2 separate regions of the Gossypium hirsutum genome follow, and region 1 is linked to region 2. Evidence: chromatin contacts called from public Hi-C data. All regions are on one chromosome and are shown on one strand. Each heading gives the region's core, a stretch centred on a gene start, on an enhancer-like site or on the middle of the called end of the contact. The rest is flanking DNA. Distances are from core to core; before and after follow the strand shown.

Region 1 (2,700 bases), core at 14-2,513, 510 kb after region 2:
TTGTCGATATCAAATTTGGCATCCTTGGGGTTGTTTAAGGGGACAGACAGTTGACTGGCTTCACTATAACTAACAGAAGCATTTTTGGGACTTCCATGACCACTATTGCAAAGCTCTTCATGTTTCTTCTTCAGTGCAGATTCCCTCTGAAAATGATCTTAGAAATATATAACTTAGTAGCGCCACGGAAAGGAATAAGGTTTATCAGGATACCATAGGCATGCATTTTATCAAACAGCTTAATGCAGTGCATCCCATATTCTGGCTGATGGTTTAATGCACACATAAAAGGAATCTTGTATGATCAGTCATTTATTGCATCAAAAGCAAAGCAAGGGAAAAAGAATACCATTATCCGAATTTGCTGGCGCTCTTCTTCATTGAGGAAAAACTGCAACTTCATATGAGCATGCCCACCTCCTTCAAGGGGAAATATGTCATCCCAAACACCTTTCTCAACCACCAATCTGGTTTCAAGTCCTGCCCCATGCCATATCTTTTTCACTCAGACTAACTCTTAATATTCTAAATGCTTATGGAAAATGAAAAGGCACAAACCTGTATGAGAAATCTCGTTTCCCTCTGCATCTTGTATTGTTATAATCAAGTTGTCACGAAGGGTTGTCAATGGACTGTGCAATAGCAAAACATGTTGGAATTCAATAGCAAAATTCACAACTTTAAAACACAGCAAAATCAAAGGATGTCAAAACAATGTTTAGAGTCATTACAATGAGAATTCCCCTTTGTCCCAAGTCTGGTACTCTATTTTTCCCTTGGAAACTGCGTTATGAAGATGAACTCACTGGTAAAATTTTCTTCTCACAGTGTATAGAATATAGCCATTCAAGATAAGAAAATTTGGACAAGAAAATGTTGATTGGTTTACCTTTTATTGATACTTTTGATGATGATGATGATGATAATGATGATGAATGGAGACCCTTGAAATCCAGAACTGAAATGAATTCAATGAGGGAAGTCTTGAAAAAGGAGTATGAACTTCAACTACCATATTGGAATTACAGTTAAGACAAAACTTGATACCTGAAACTTGGATGGTTCCTGGCATTTGAGAGAAATCTTTTCTGTGAGACTAGAAAAGCAGAGATGATGATGATAAGAGAGATTAACCAGTGACTAAAACTAGCATTATCATGCCAAATTTGATAATTTGAAAGGATGGCTTAAAAGGAAAACATTGTTTATCAGGAAGAGGACGTTTTCTGGATATGAATGTGTATAACATATGTATGCTCAATTTTTTTCAAAAGAAATTCATATTGAAAAAAAATACATATGTGGCTGGACTTGAAGGAAAGGTTACATAAAGGACCCCACTACTTCAAAATTATTTATGGCTCATCTATAAAGCAGGGAAATGGGGGCAGTCGATCTCTATCCTTTGTCTCACATAAAGCCAATCGGTCCAGTTGCTTGCTGGCCCTTATTACCCTCTATCAAGGCAACTAACATAGCAGGAGCAATAAGTAACCATCTCTCTCTCTATATTTTGGGGAAAAAAGGGAATATGGGTTTAGATTAGACAAACCCATAGAGATTGCATGAATAAATTGCTTGAAAACAGCCTTATCTTCAAATCTTTTCTTGATTTTCTTCAGGATCATTAGGTTTGAGTTTTCCATTCTCTGCTGATATTCAGGAATGGAGTCCAAAACCTTCAAAGATAGTGCAACAACTGGAAAAGATTGGTGGTTTGTCATTACCTCATGGAGTTGTCTCTGGAGCAAAAGATAAATCTTCTTTTGTTTCACTCTGTTTGTTATCCGCATTGCTTCAACCCTTCTTCCTTCCTTGCCTTTGCAAACATATATGCTGCAACAGGAAGAAAGAAGGTCAGACAATCTATGTTACTGGGACCTAAATGTAAGTGTCACATACACATGTATGTTCTATTTTTTTAAAGCTTTTGATAGTACTTGGAATGTATTGTGAGTTAAAAATAAACATTTCAATAAAAATGAAGGATTAGAATAACATAACTACTCGAAAATCAAGCAAAGCAAAGAGGGAAATGAATAATCTCTTTGTTGAGAATGACTTCTAAAAGTTTAAATAATAAACAATTCATTCAAAATTATTAACAGCAAATTTTGAGAATAAAAAGGAAAGACGAAAAAGTTTTGGACGTAAGACATGAAGAACTGAAAGAAAATTAAATTAAACATATTTGACGAGAAGAACACAATTTTCATATCATATAAGTTTTGTGTTAATTACATATAGCTAAATTGTAAACTTAATTGTGGTTATTATTATTATTATTTTATAAAGATGAAATTATCACCCTTATCATTTAAATTTTTAACTAGTATAATTTTATCAATAGAAATTTTTTCTATGAAAATTGTTGGTGGGTTAGAAATTAATTTATCGTTAAAAGATATTCAAAGTAATAATATAGACATTAAAAAGACAAGACCAATCGAAAAACAAAGTACAATGTGATATTATATTTGGTAAAAATTAAAATTAAAAAACTATCTTTTATTATTAAAAATAAATGAAGTTTTCATTGTCAAGAATAAGGGATATTTGAAAACAACATATCTCACATTATTAAATGTGGATTTGGATTTGGATGGACGGTGCGTTTTCTTGCGGTTAGTATAAAAATAACAATGACAGTGAAATTAGATACTGTAACGATACTGTAACGTAAGACAAGAAGTAAACTAA
Region 2 (2,700 bases), core at 48-2,547:
AGCTAAATCATTTAGCACCAAAGTTGTTTAAGTTGATGATCTCAAAAAGTTTCATTGAGTGAATTAGAATATATATATATATTTGTCTTTAAATTTTGATTCTTTTCCTGTTTGTAGAAGAACAGATTTGGAGCAAAGCTTTGTATAAAAAAAGATGAGGGAATATCTTAAAGTTTCTCTTTCATTATTATTTATCTTTAGTAAAGGTAGTCATCCATTGCGTCTAGCTATCTAACTTTAGGTCCCACTTTTCAAAAAGAATGATATAATTGGGAGCTTTTTGGATGCCAAATTCTAACCTACCTCTCAATTTATTTGCTTCATTTCTTCATAGTTTATACTACCAGAAATCAATGTTTGCATGTGAAATTACAGTCCTTGATATAAATTATCTTCACCATTAACTACACCCTATCTGCTGTAAACTGTCATGTAATATCCCATTGAATTTAGCTGTGTTGCATTTTTTCTTTTCAATTGTAGATCTCTGGTTGACTATTTGTCCTTCAATTTTTCGGTGCAAAGGAGGACATACGAAAAATTAAAAATGTTGGGATCATAGACCTTTTGAATATGTTCTCTTACAAGTGGTTCTATAATTTTAATTTTTTTATTATGAAATTTAATTAATTATTTAATAATTATTTTATTGATTTAATCACTAATTCGATTATTCAATTATTACAAATCATCGACATTCATTTCTAGAAGAGAGATAAAACTATAAGCTGAAGTTTTGCTGTCTACAAATTGACAATTCCTTTGAATTCAAATGGCATCAAGTTGCTAATTGATGTTGCCATGACCTACCACAAGCTCTTTGTCTTCATTTGTCAGTATGTAGGGTTCATATATTATGTCCTACCACACTACTAATCTGCCATGCTGTGTCGTATTAGAACTACACAAAACAAAAGAAAATTTAATTGATGTTCCTGCACTAATTTAAGTGCCACATTTTAAAAAAAAGAAGCTGTACTTTATCTGTGTATATTTTTAAGACAGAAAATAATTGATTACTGTCTCAAGTCCCAAGAGACAGTTGCCTTAAAAAAAACTGTAGATCAAATAATGATAACTTCAATGTGCAAGAAATAGGAAACCCCAAGATCTTAAAGTACATTTTTGTTGCTTTTCATAAGAAATATTTTAGTGTTAAAACAAAATGGAAGGTAAGCCACATGACCAAACACTAGTAAACAGATTGAAAACTGTACACAATTAGCTTCCCTCCATTACCAACTCTCAACTTTCATAGCTTATAAAAGTCCAGATTAAGGGAGATAAAAAAAGGGGGTAAGAAAAAGCTTTCCTCCAATCATGCAACTGATTACTTACATAATTACATGTGGTTTGGTACTAAATTGTCGTCTTATCTTTAACCATGCCCTGTTTTCTTTTTGTCGCCTGTTAATTATATGATAATATATTAATATATAATTGCCTATTAAGCTTTGTTGTAATTTTGTAGAAAGCTGGAGGATATATATGTATGAACATTAACAAAGTTGACAAGACAAACAAAAGAAAAGCTTCTAAAATTAGGCCAACCGCTTTTGTAGCACAAGAATCGTTTTTCTTTTTGTAAAGAAAGCTCACGCAGTTTACATGATCTTAAAGAAAAGGCAGCCTCAGTTTCTGTGAAAGAAAGCTGACCTTGTTCTTACAAGTTACAATAACGGATACAAGTTCCTTTATTGCATCCAAACCAGGCAAAGCTGTCTTTTAATACAGAGAGAGAAAGAGAGAAAGAGGGGTTTTGCAGCTTGGTAACTAGAGTTTTTGACACGTCCTTTTTATGAGAAAGAGCTTATTACTTGATTTGATAAAGTTACCTTGAAGTGCACGTCCCTGTCTGCTACTCCCTCTTTTTTCAAATCAAGCTTTTCTGCCGAGCACTTCAAAGAGGGGGTAAAAAAAAAAAAGGGCATCTCGGGTATTGTGAATCAGGGAAAAATACAGTCTTTTTTGATCGAGAGTTTTGTTTATGATGGAGAAAGGGGGGTGGGTGGATTTTGATTATGGGGTGTGTGGAAGGTGTTTAGGGGTTTAGTTTCTAGCTTGGCTTTGGAGATGAAACAGAAGGGTAGCTCAGATTTGGCTAATAAAGTAGTGGTGGTGGCTGTTAAAGCAGCAAGGGAGATCCCAAGGACTGCTCTGGTCTGGGCTTTGACTCATGTTGCCCAGCCTGGGGATTGCATTAAGCTGCTCGTAGTTATTCCTGTCCACTCCTCAAGTAACTTAACTTTTCCCTCTTAAACACATTTTTCACTTTTATTTGTTTTCTCTTTACTTTTTGTATGATGATAAAATCATTGAGCACATTGGGTTCTGCTTTTCATATGTTTGATAACTAATATGTTCTACTTCTACACCACTTGCTTATGTTTAAGGAAAGAATTATCACTAGATGATCTAAAGCATAAAATGTAATTAGTCGGCGTATAGAGATTTTGCCTGGTTGGCAGGTTTGGATCTTGAAACCTTGAAGTCTTACAAGTGGCAAGATGCAGTCATTGCAACAAAATTTGTTGCCTTTTTATCCAATAGGAAGAAAAGTTTTGGAGGAACTTATTTTGTCCTTGTTCTTTACCTATGTACATGTTGAAGTGGAAAATGAAATTCTTTATGTTTCTGAAGTTAATGATGCTTTTTAACGTCACTTAGTATGAGTAAATGATAGTGAGCTTGTGGTGAAAT

The links. A called contact is a pair of places that touch in the nucleus more often than the background predicts.
Region 1: a contact with region 2 is called in a Hi-C map of leaf, with 2.3 times the contacts expected there. The contact joins the promoter of LOC107887251 here to the promoter of LOC107962761 in region 2. A contact is called at or near these places in 2 of 34 Hi-C or Micro-C datasets (both in leaf).

The regions. Positions count from the first base shown.
Region 1 is chrA06:17,950,293-17,952,992 of Gossypium_hirsutum_v2.1, forward strand. It overlaps LOC107887251, which reads right to left and starts at 1,264. Exons shown (of 13, transcript XM_016811440.2): 1 at 1,048-1,264; 2 at 890-958; 3 at 732-783; 4 at 559-632; 5 at 350-480; 6 at 1-146. The coding sequence starts at 1,072. LOC121230446 reads left to right here and starts at 1,382. Exons shown (of 2, transcript XM_041115273.1): 1 at 1,382-1,490; 2 at 1,623-1,998. The coding sequence starts at 1,382. The coding sequence ends at 1,885.
Region 2 is chrA06:17,437,464-17,440,163 of Gossypium_hirsutum_v2.1, forward strand. It overlaps LOC107962761 (inactive protein kinase SELMODRAFT_444075), which reads left to right and starts at 1,298. Exons shown (of 9, transcript XM_016899260.2): 1 at 1,298-2,236. The coding sequence starts at 2,074.